2 separate regions of the Mus musculus genome follow, and region 1 is linked to region 2. A link is a contact called in public HiCAR-type data. All regions are on one chromosome and are shown on one strand. Each heading gives the region's core, a stretch centred on a gene start, on an enhancer-like site or on the middle of the called end of the contact. The rest is flanking DNA. Distances are from core to core; before and after follow the strand shown.

Region 1 (6,162 bases), core at 1,967-4,466, 1.1 Mb after region 2:
GCTTGTACAGGAAGCATTGTTATCAATGGAGCCATCTGTCCAGCCCAGGTTTTTGTGTTTAAGCAAAATCTTATCGTCTAAGTAAGAAATGAAGCTCCTCCCTTCTCACTTTTAATTCTATTAAGCACTAATTATTTAGTGTATATGTGAGATGTTGGGAACACGTATGGTGGTCAGGGTGTTGTCGGCTGTGGGAGTTGGTTCTTTTCTTCCTTGATGTGGATGCTGAGGATCCAGCTCAGGTAGGTCATCAGTAAAGGAATTCGCCTTTATCCACTGAGTCATCTCCTTGGCCCAGTGAAGCTAAAATGTTTAGAAAGCATATCCCTCTACCTCTGCTTTTAAGGATAAAATAAGAAATGGCCATTGTTGAAAACATTCTTTGGAGTAGTTTTGGAAACACACTGTCAGTAAAGACTGTTTTCCTGTAGGAAAACAGGAGGTGATTAAATGACTTCGGCTTATAATGGGCTTTACGTTAGATTTTCCCCATCCCAGAGAAGTTGAGACTGGCAAGGAAGAGAAGGCTTCCTTTCTAAATCTGCTCCAATGAGCTGGTGGACAAAAGATGACAGCTGTCCTGCCACCTGCATGTTCTTTTTTTTCCTAAGCATGCATGAACACGTTTTATTAAATGCCAATTTACCCAAACAAAGACTGTTAGCCTTTTCTCTGGTGAAAAGATAAAATACCTTCCAAAAAAAAACCAGTAAACCCATTTGGTTTCCATGTCTTTATAATGTAAGCATTCCTTACTACTTCTTACTGTTAACTGGAACTCTCAGGCATGCCACATCAGTTCAGTGGGGAAAGGGTCTGCACACTAAATTTTATTGGCCACAGCCTGCTTCCTGACAAAAGCCAAGGCCTGTAAGGGCATCTGGAGAGTGAGACTGGACAAGGCATTTTGGGGAACAGCTGGATTATCTACTTTGAGAACATAGACTACTTTGACTTACTGAGACTATTTCATTCTTCAGAATCAAACAAAGGCCTGAAGATCCTTGCCAAGCTTGGGTCTTCAGGTTCCACTTTCTCAACTTCTATGCAATACAGACAGAATTAAAAGTTCTGTTTGGAACAAAAGGACCTGAAGTGACTCTTGGGTACTAACAGTTTGAGTAGTTTTTCTTGAAACTATAACATTCTAATTTAAATTCTAGCCAGAATATTTGTCCTGGGCCCAAAAATGTGAATTAAAAATCTCTGTAATCTATTGGTTTGGGGACTCTTGGAATTACTAGGGCAAAGAGGGTACACCTTTTTAGCTGGTGTACAAATCAAAACACTTCCTTTCCTATTTGTGGATTTTCTATCAGAATCCTCGTCTATCTCAAAGATGCCCATTTCTTGCCCATGGTGATCCTTTAAGGTAACATAACCAGTCCCTTTTCACTCAGATTATAAATAATTAGCTCATAGATACAAGCAGACCAAAACAATAGGTGAACTGATGGCATAATGGCTATGTATTTGATACAATACATCTCACAAGGAGAAGATACTCAATGTAAAGTTATCTTTTAACAAATATTTTCTCTATTTTAGTATTAGATATGTTTAGTACATTTTTATTAAACTTTTTCTCAGAGATAAAAGTTTTTGGCTAAGATCTAAGTACAATATCAACTTGCGAGATAAAAACAGAAGCATTAAAAAAAAAGAAAACCAGTAACAACAATAAAACAAATCCAAAACCCACCCCAACCGGTTCTCTGAGAGAGTGAGAGTGAGAGTGAGAGAGAGAGATCCCCAGAATGCAAGAGGCAGTGATTATAACAATATAGATTTACTAGATTCTGAACAAATACTTCCATCTTCCAATTCCATGTGCTCTGACAACTTGAAAGTATGAAATAATACTTTTGCAAACTTAAGCCCTCTCACTTTGGCCCCTTCCCAAGCAGCAAATACAAGTTATGGGCCACATTATTAGTGCACTCTTTGTTGTTAAGAGCCGCCCTCCACTCCCATCTGCCCTCCACTCCCATCTGCCCCCATTGTAGAAGAAACAAGTATGAACGTGAAAGCATCTCTTAACTGAGAGTGTTAACTCTCAGCTAACTGTAACCCTCTTGCTGAGAACGGGAGAGATCAAATCTTGGGGTCGGCCTCAACAGAACAATGGTTTTCAGCACACTGGTCAGGGTGCAGTCTAATTCAGAAGAGTCCTTCAGAGTCACATCTGTCCATTTCGCTTTCTTGCGTATATCCCCAAGCAAGCACAGATGCCGGTAATGCTGAGAACCACACCTAATAAGAGTGCAATCGCGTCTCCAGCTTCCACTGCTTCAACAACAGGCAGGATCAAAAGCAGCGAAGCGAGGACTAAGATCAATTGCGTTGAAACTGAATTCATGATGCTAGGATCTGGAGGGCTGAACTTGCCTAGAAGTTAAACACCGAACAAAAGAAACTGTTAAAAAAAAAAGCCTTATTTTTTTTTTTTTGAATGACAATATTAATATAAAACAATCTTTTAGACTGGAATTTGTGAATCATTTCAGATGTCAGTTTAAGATGACAAAACTAAAGACAGTCATTTTAGGTTATCATTAGAAAAGAGAGGGAAAAATGCATAAGATACTTGCCAAATAAAATACCCTAACAGGTAAAAGTCACATTTTATTAGCATGTCTCTTATCTAGAAAATTCAACACAACACGTGACTCTGTGAAGTTGTAAGGAATTAATAAGACTTACCGAAACAAGGGTATAAGTAATTCTACCCAACGTGAAATATTCTCTTTGGAACTTCCGGATGCTGAGGCTAAGAGGTTACTCGTGACACAGCCTATTTTAAAGAGGAAGCTAGAGTCAGTGAGAAACGAACAGCAAGGACAGAAATTGGTAACGAGTACAGAAAACACTCCCTAACAGTTCCTTCAAAAAGAGACTACTAGATTTAAAGTTAGTTCTCACACACAGATTGCTAAATGAAACCAAGCCGAGAAGCAAATTCATCCCAAGATCTAACATAAAGATCTGGAATTCCTTCGCCCTGGGAGGGTGCAAATTTGTTGGGTTGTGCAAGTACACTAGGAGAATCAATCCTGGAATCCCCGGGAGCGGAGTTTGTACCTTACCGGACCGAAAGCAGCCATTACAGGAATGGAGAGCAGGGCGGTGTCGCCAGACTACATTTCCCACAAGCCCTGCTGCCTACTCCCGTCATGCACAGCGCGCTCTGGGATCCCTGACTGAGGGATAGACCACAGGCTGCTTGTTGTTCGGGTTTCACAAGTTTGCCCTCTGGTTTTACTGTTAAAGAGAGGGTGAGTGTTCAAGAAAAGGTTTAGTGAATTCGTAGGACTAACGAAACAACAATACGTGTTTTCTGCCCTGTAAAGGAATTCTAGCCGCATGAATATGTCTTGTTAGTACTCTGAAATAAGGAAGTAACCGTGGGAGAGGGTAGCTGAGGGAAGCCATCTGTTTGGGAATGTTTCAAACCTGGGGCCTTCCAACATTTCTGCAGCAGAAAATCCCCGTTATCATTTTCCAAATGTGCCTAATGACATTTGCTAATTTTTTAAAACTAACGGGGAAAATAAGCACATTTAATCAGAAAGTTTGGAAAATATTGAATCATTTGTGGTGCAAATCAGGTTTAGAAAATATGGTTTCAGCCCTATACACAGATCTTTTCCGATTCGAATTCTTGTCTTTTTCAGAATGTTCACTCTCCACAGCCTCCCAATATTTTAAGATGCCAAGTTTAGTACTCAAAACCATTATAAGTATTATTCACATGCATCTGTAAGCATTAACTTTGAAAAGTTCTTGAAGTCTTGTTACCTGGGATATCCATACTAAATGTTCCTTCTGGCCCGAGCACTTTCATACTTACTGACAATTTGTCATCTTCTCATTGTAAGTTACTCACGGTGCTGAGTTAGAGGTGCCCGGACTTGTCCTGATAAAAATCATGCGAATACTGTGGGCACACTCAGTTGAGTGTCTATAATCAGCTTGTATTCTTGTGTTGTTGGTTCTCCTTTTAAACACAGTTGTATCTCTCTGACGGTAATGATTTATACTTCTGCTTCCCAAAAGACGTTTGGCAGGAACTTCAGCGACATTAGCTAGGAACAATAATTTGATGAAATAAATGTGCCAAGATTTTACAGGAGCTTCACAGAGGTGGTGAACACATTAAAGCAAGTTGTGTCTGATAGATTGACAGTGTTGTTTTTCTAAAGTTAATTATTTTAACAAATTCACTCTAATTGCACTTGTCTTATGTTGCTTTTGGCTTTGTATCTTTCCTATCAATTAGTTTTGGAATAGGACCTCTTGCTTTTATGACTTCCAAAATATCCTCCTACATTCCAGTGTTTTCATTTGGGAGGTTTTATTTTTCCTTATGTATTTGTTTCAGCTAGTGGAAGTCTGCAGACTAAAGTTAGTGCTTGTACACTTTTCTGTTCCTGAGTCTGTAAAGTGTCTTGCTTAAGCTTTAAGTTTGCAGAGTCTATGCATGGTAAAAATGTTCATCTTTTCAATTATTGTAGTTAGAAATTAACTAATGACTTGGTCTATCTGTAAAACCGTGGTACAAATTGGTGTAGGGATATTTTGGGCTCAAATATAGTTTTAAACTGAAATCTGTTGCATTTTGCTAATTAGGTTCTCTCCGTATTGGAAATCCAAGGAAATGCTTTTACAACAGCACTTTTAGGTTAGAGGCTATTATAATTCTATTTTTTCCTCATTCTATTCTAACTAGTCTGTTTTTCTTTTAATAGTAATTTATTCCTTTACTTTAAAACAACGGTTCCACCATACTAGACAAACTTTCAGGTTACTTGTCAAGATGCAAATCTCAGAACTACTCTCCTTACCTCTGAGGGGGTTCCACCACTCACATACTCTTTCCATTCCATGCACATTTAATGCTCGACTGTTTAATACAAAAGCTAATTTGTTTTCCTCTATTGACATTTTGCTCTTGCTGTTTTCTCTGCCAGTAATACTTTCCGACAGATTTGTCATAGTTATTCTTAGCATCATCCAGGGTTTAGAGCTTTGTTCAAGCTTCCCTTTCCATCTTAGTTAAAACAAAAACACAAAATTAACACACTCTACTATTATATTATGTAGATAAACACATTCAAGTAGAAATTCTATGTGAGGTAGAAATATTTTCATCTCGTTCATGGTTGATTTTTCACCTAGTAGAACAGTACCCTGTATGCTAGATACTTAGTAGATATCTTGTAAATGAATGAATAAGGGTAGTACAATACAGGATGGTATTACTGTTGTTACTTTTTCTGTTCATAGTACAAAGTATCTTACAAGCAAGAAGTTTGCTTTTGGACAAATTTATGAAGATGCTTAATATGTTATTTTGAATCTTCATTCAAAGTTGATTATCAAAAATTTTTCCTATAATAAAATATAAAAATCTTTCTTATTAATAATAAGACTTCTGTGAGAGTATAAGATGCAATTGAATCTAAAACAAGATCCTAAATATAATGCTTTATACTTATTTTCTCTGCCCAGATTTGTAAAATATATTCATTGAGGCCACCTAGATGACTACACTAAACATTTTGAGATACAGAATCCAGAATTTAGTTTCTCAATTCAGAAATCTAAGTTAATGGCATTTCCACTAAAATAAAGACTCCTGTTAGCCAGTGATAGGGACAAAGAATACTGTGGAAGCCACTGATCTCAGCAGTTGAAAGTAAATTTCCCAATCAGCCATTACTAAGAAACAATATTAAAGAAAGAAGAAGTGGTTTGTGCTGATTTTATAACCATTAGAAATGAGTCACCAATGGGCCCGGAAGGGAAGGCACCTCTGGGATCTATCAGAGGAGGCACAATGTGCCTACAGGAGAATTTTGCAGTGAATCGTGGGTGTCAGGGAATTCATAAAACCCAGACTTCCTCATTAGCAGTTGAGCCAAACCAAGTGAGTGGAAATATGTTAGTTAAATTTCACAATTAAAAAGGACTAACCCAGAGCTAGTCAGTATTTCTCATCAATAATGGATATTTGACAGTGAGAACATTGTGTTAGGATAATTAATCATTAGAGTAACCAGATAGGATGTTACATTTTCTACAACTATGCAGTTGGTCAAAATAGAACAAATGAACAAACTTCAGTACCTGCTGACCCTAAATTCCTCTTGTAGTATTATT
Region 2 (6,153 bases), core at 2,878-5,377:
TGATTAATCAAAATTGTTATGGGAATAGTTTTACAAATTAAAAGAGTATAAATAACAAGCAACCACTCAACAATTCTTCATCTAGCTTGATAGCTCCTGGAATAGTTTATAATCCCATATTCCCAAATTTTTTAAATTACTTGTACTTTTTCACTATGATTTATTAATACACAGCTACCAAATAAGTGCCTATAGATATTTTCCTTATAACTTTTCTGACAATACTTTCTCAACTTTTTTTTACTACTTCTGACATGCCTCTTAAAAACATAATATTCTTTGTGATATATCTTTTTTTGCCTTTCAATATTTGTTTTCATTAGGAAACTACTCACAAAATCAAAATCGTATTGAGTTACTAGTTTTCCAATTCAGCCTAGATCTCCCTTTTAATCTTCTAATCATTAAAATTTCTTTCCCCAATCAGATCTATTCATTGGATCATTGTACCTTAAATTCAATGTGTCTGAATTAAACTGATGTTCTTCCCAACACTAAGAAAACTGGCATTTCTTCCTTGTCTCCTATCTTAGTTCCTGAGTGCTGAAATGATGGATACGTTGATAGCTGTTTTATGAAGGATGCTAATCTGGGCTGACACTTCTGCCATGCAAAGCAAAGCATTTCTCCATGCTTTCCTATAACTTCTATAGTACTGATGCTTTTCTCCTTTTCTTATCTACCCAACAGCCTTTAGAGTCTTCTTTCTCCTTTCTCAACAACAACAACAACAAAATATTATCTTCTAAGAGATTCCAATGGCTCCTATCTGCTTTTAGGTTAAATTCTAAAAGATTTCCCAGAGGTCTAGAATTTTCTCAAGCTGACTTTATTGATATTGAATATTTTCCACTGAGTATTTGGGCTTGAGTGTCACTGTCACGAATACTTTCAAGATTTCAGAATATTATTGTATGTCTTCTTATTTTATATTCTTTCTTCTGTGCTTCACTATCCTCTTGGCAAACACCAAGATCAAAAGCAAATAGCAACTCTGTATTGAGCATACCCTCAACTGTTTTATCAGCTATACAATCTCTGCTGTCACTGCATTATGTTCATGAGTATAGTATGCCATGTATCAACTATTGTGTGTTTAAAGTATTGTTTATTTTTGAGTTGGTCAAGAGCAAAGGTGGCCACATCACATTCAGCCTCTACAGTGAGAACTGACTGTAAATTGTTAACAGCTCTTTGTTGTGATGTGACCTAAAACTATAACATATCACATCATATACCATCAGTTATATGTCATAAATCTGATAAAGTCTGTATAATGAAAATCACAAGTGTTTGAGTATGTAAATATATGGTATTTAATTATGTGTGTTTGCATATGTGTGTATGTAAATTAAATACTTAGTGGCGAATAGATCTTTAGATATTGTCTTCTCTAATTGTTGAGCCAGGCACTGTGTGACTTCATCACAGTGAACAACATGTTATTGGCAGTAAAAGCTTCTGTCCTATATCTTTGTCCAGTGAAACTTCCACTTTAGTGATGTCATCTTTCATGCTATTTCCTGTAAACAGTAGAAAGAGCGAAAGCCCCTCACTGGAGCAGATGTCCTCAGCTTCTCTGTTCTCTTCTTCCCATTCCCTTCCTGCCCCTCCTCCCTCTCCCTCTCCCTCTCCCTCTCCCTCTCCCTCTCCCTCTCCCCCTTACCCCTCCCCCTCCTCCTCCCCCTCCCCCCTCAGTTATATCAAATTTGCTTCTCATCAAATTATAGACAAGATTCTATCACCTTTGCATTTTTTAGTTATAATGTATTCTGTTCTGTCCTAACTCCTTTGAGAACTGTTCCCAACTCATTTTAGATTTAGTAACATCTCCCTTCCTTTCAGTGGATAAATACATGAAGAAATTATTATTTTGCTCAGCAGGTTAAATGTTCCAATATTTCCCAAGAAACAAAGAATCATCATAAAATACATAGTACCACCATCCTCCCACTAGCTTCTATTTGCACAACAGTTGACAATGTATGACTTAGTTTCTCATAACCCACTTGATTTCATCATACCATGTATGGATAGTCAAAGGCAAGTACAATCACACAGTAGGCAGCTACTGATGGAGGGGTGAGAACACCGTCGAACTATTCTTAGAGCAGGCTACAACTGAACCTGGTGCTGGAATCAAGGTCTAATTGGCTTGTATTCCGGCTATGACATTAATATTGACATGTATTGGTACCTCAAAGGCAGCACAGCACAGGATCTCTATGTTCTTTTCCGTCTGAATTGCTACTTGGCTCATGTTCCTTTGATAGTACAAATTTCAACTAGCCCAGCTCTGTTGCCCCGAGAAGCTCTTTCTAAATTTCCAAGTACTACCAACTACTATAAATTTAGAATAGAAAAAATAAAACACACTTTCAATTCTTTGTTTAAAATCAAACGAATTTGACTTTTGTCTTTAGTCCCCTAAGTAGCTGATCTTTAAAGTCTTACCAAGTTCGCAAGAATGACTTTGCTTTGACTAATCTGTGCCTGTATTTGCGCGTGTACAAGAGTGCATTAGTATATTATGCGATTCTCCAAGGTAAAGGGTGTTTTGTCTTTAAGTGATTTTCTGTTCAATGCCTCACCACGTTGCTTGGATGTATGAACCTTCTTTAAACCTTTAGTCATCGGTGTGATTCTGGCGTAAATGGATCTGCCTCCTCAGCAGGTCGGTCGGAGGACTGAAGCCAGAAGACCCACTCTGCCTGGACTGTGATCTGGACACTTTTTCTTTCTATCTTGTTCCTATCTTGATATTTGGCATCACTCAGGAACTCTCAAGTCATCCTCAGCTATAAGCGAGGAGAATAGCTCCTCCACTTGTCTCCGGTGAGTGTGTGAAGTTTCTGGTAGGCTCAGGAATTCCGTCTTCCATAGTGGTTGGAGAGCATCCACCCACCCTCAGCAGAGAGGGGAGCCTGGAGCTCTAAGGTTTTGTTGTTTCCCTGTGTGTTCTGCTTCTACAGCGCTTTGCCGGGAGAGTCTGAGGAGCAGTGAGTTGCTACTTTTCTTGTTTTGTCAAAAAAACAAAGCGAAAAGACTTCTTTCCCGGAAAGAAAAGTTTCTAAACCTCCATGTTAATCACTCCACGGCGTAAAAGATCACTTTGAATCACTCGTTACAAATTGCACTATCCAGTTTTCCCTGTTAGAGCTGCCTGCACAGGGCTTGACCCTGGTGTCCCACACACCACAAAGCTATGCTTAATACATTTAAATCTCTCTCTCTCTCTCTCTCTCTCTCTCTCTGTGTGTGTGTGTGTGTGTGTGTGTGTGTTTGCCAAAACACCGCATTAAAAAAAAAAAAAAAAAGAACTGTCTACCTGTATATTGCTAGAATGTCATTTTAGAAAGTCTAAGACTGGAAACCCAGATTTTAAAAGCACTTCACTTTGTAATGAAAGTACAGCGCTGCCCTCATTCACTGCCGAGCGGCTAGAGAAACAATCACCCAGTGACTCACTGTTGCCTCTTAGTTATGTTGTTCTTTCCTAATGGCATAGGACATGACCTAATTCGCTTGCAGGGATCATACTTTTGACCTGGGGATCCTGGCATAATCAGGACCAGTTGGAAACACAGAGGCTCCTTCAGGAGCCCTTAGCTCGCTCCGGATCATAGTCCCAGATCTGGAGATAGAGCAAAGGACAACTCTGTCCCACTTACCGGTCTTCCACAGATAGAGGGTGGGCACCTCGGTGTCTCCCTGCGCCGCAGCCCCGCGGGCGCCAGAGCTCAGCAGGAGTAGCAAGAGCAGTGGCAACCGCAGCAGCTGCAGGACGCCCCGGCTCGGGGACGCCAGGCGCCCGGCTCGCAACCCCATGCTGTCCGCAGCCGCTCCAGCCTCCGGAGCCGCACCACTCTCGCAGGGGACGGTCTTTCCTTCTCCACCAGTAGAGAAAGCAAAGCTCTCCCTGCTTCTATTGTTCGCTCCAGATGAAAAGCAGCCAAAGAGCAACTAACACTAGGGAACAATAGCATCAGCGGCGGCCGTGGACGCCACCGCCGCCGCCGCTGGCTGGCGGGGATGCTGGCGGGGATGCTGCCGCCGCTGCCATGGCGCGCAGACTGGCAGGTCCTAGCGGCGAGGGACACAGCCGGCCGCAGGGGGCCCCAGCTGACAGAGCCGGCCCAGAGCTCTGAGAGGAGCAGCCCCCGCCGCCAGCTGTAGGGAAGGGAGGGGAGAAGAGAGAGCTGAGAAGAGCCAAGGGGACCCGAGGGGACCACCGGCGGGGGGCAGCGAGGGCACAGGGCCAGCACCCAGACCCCACGCGCCCGCCCCGAGAACTCCCCGGCACATGGTGCGCTGAAATATGTTCACAAGGATACACCAATAAAAGGCATCATCACGGGGCAGGCTTCAGGATGACGAATAACTGACATTGAAATTCATCGTCACCCAAGGAGTCAAATGCTGATCTAGTGGCGTGTTATTCTCCCTGCATATTTACACAAAGCATCAGCCTTGGTCATTTATTCTGAAGCCGCCGTGCCTTCTGAATTACTTTATGAGAAGAGCGGTACTTATGAACCTGATAGGGAACAGACCAGGGCTCACTATCAAAAGGAACTTGAGCACTTCCGTGTTTTTTGTTTTTTGTTTTTGTTATTTTTTTAACTTCAGCCCATCCTCAGTAACAATGTGACCGTGGTTAATATGTGTCAAAGTCAACACATTGTCTTGTAACTGCCTTTGAAAGCGACTTCGTACTTAAAAGTGTGCACGACGCTGTCTAATTGCATGAATAAGAATGTACAAACACTGCCAGTATATTCTGTTTTAATGATGAAGTGCATAAAAGTTCCATTCCTTTCTCTTCCATCACTATTGAAAACGCACTACTAAGGACCAGAGGTGGGGATAAAAATTAAGCCGCAAATGAGTCAGTAGCAGCAGTTGGCTTCCACCCAGTTAATAACTATTTCTACTTAAATTTCATTCCTGAGACAAATACTAATTCTTTTAAGTGCTTTTTCACAACCAAAACAAGAAACCACATGGCTTGTACCTTTTGTTCTCTATTTTATTAGATCAGGCCTAACAGAAGAATGTGTGCAGTCAGATAAAGCTTTGTCCCTTTTTTCCCCCACTCACAATAACAGTCTTTTATTATTAATTCATTTCCTTGTAACGCTTAAATAGTATCAAGGCAGTTAGCCAATTAAAACAAAGCAAAACAACAACAACACCAAAATTCCCCAGCAACCAAAAGCTAAGGATAACTATGGTCATTTGGTTGCCTGTCTTACACCAAATACAATACAATTTAAAAGGCAGAAAAACTTCTCTTAGTGACTTCACCCCCAAGGACCCAATAACCCATGAGTCTGAAATGAGAAAGCTACAGTTTCTTAGGGAGGAAAGCTTCCTTCCAGAAGGCTCCCTGGAGATGTGTGTCATTTTGCTGAGCTTTCCAGACATAACCCTTCTGCATGCATTAGATTAAAAGCAGGTTTGATCAAATAATTCCCAGGTCCTGCCTGTTTAAGTATTCTGACATCAGAGGAAATTAGCTGCATTCACGGTTGCAAATTTGGTCTTTGTTTACTTTTCACTCTGTTAGGCCTCTAAGAGGGAATTAAAAGCTCAGAGAGTCCTGGCCCTGGGCTTGTGATTAGAGGCGATAAGCCACTGTGGCTTACTGTTTCTACACTGGTGAAAAATAGGCAGTGATCAAAAGATTATAGGTTGATAGGGATACAAAGGCAGGCTGGTCCTAACTAATGTATACCCCCCTGAAGGAGCAAGTCCTTCAATATTCACACTGCCAAAGAAGAAAAAGACCTGCCATTGCCTCCTAGGTTCTGTCCTTCAGAAATGGCTCCTCCATGCAATACCACTCTGCATGGAAGCCTCTTCCTTTCCCTTCTATTTGTATTTCTCAGTTGTCGTTAGTGCTCATCCCTGAAGGTCTTCAACCGTGAATGGAATTGTAGATTCTGCGTTATTAATGCCCATTCATAGTGTTCTCCATAAGCCCCAAGTCAATTTACCAGGTGGAGGCTCCGTGTATAACAGAATACGGAGGGTGGAAGAAGGTAAATTCGTTAATTTGCAAGTTGACCACCTACCTCCCAAAAGCCATCAGATGTCACACTCCATATCTTAGTGTAAGTAATAATAATAATAATAATAATAATAATAATA

The links. HiCAR-type assays count read pairs that join an accessible place to other places.
Region 1: a HiCAR-type map of fibro-adipogenic progenitors shows a contact between it and region 2, with 5 times the contacts expected there. The contact joins the promoter of 1110019D14Rik here to the promoter of Thsd7a in region 2. A contact is called at or near these places in 1 of 39 promoter capture datasets (hippocampal neurons) and 1 of 115 datasets of contacts at active chromatin or transcription factors (fibro-adipogenic progenitors).

The regions. Positions count from the first base shown.
Region 1 is chr6:13,868,353-13,874,514 of GRCm38.p6, forward strand. It overlaps 1110019D14Rik (RIKEN cDNA 1110019D14 gene), which reads left to right and starts at 3,217. Exons shown (of 3, transcript NR_045995.1): 1 at 3,217-3,275. 2610001J05Rik (RIKEN cDNA 2610001J05 gene) reads right to left here and starts at 3,166. Exons shown (of 3, transcript NM_001352887.1): 1 at 3,087-3,166; 2 at 2,704-2,794; 3 at 1-2,388. The coding sequence starts at 2,359. The coding sequence ends at 2,180.
Region 2 is chr6:12,745,126-12,751,278 of GRCm38.p6, forward strand. It overlaps Thsd7a (thrombospondin, type I, domain containing 7A), which reads right to left and starts at 4,128. Exons shown (of 28, transcript NM_001164805.1): 1 at 3,672-4,128. The coding sequence starts at 3,828.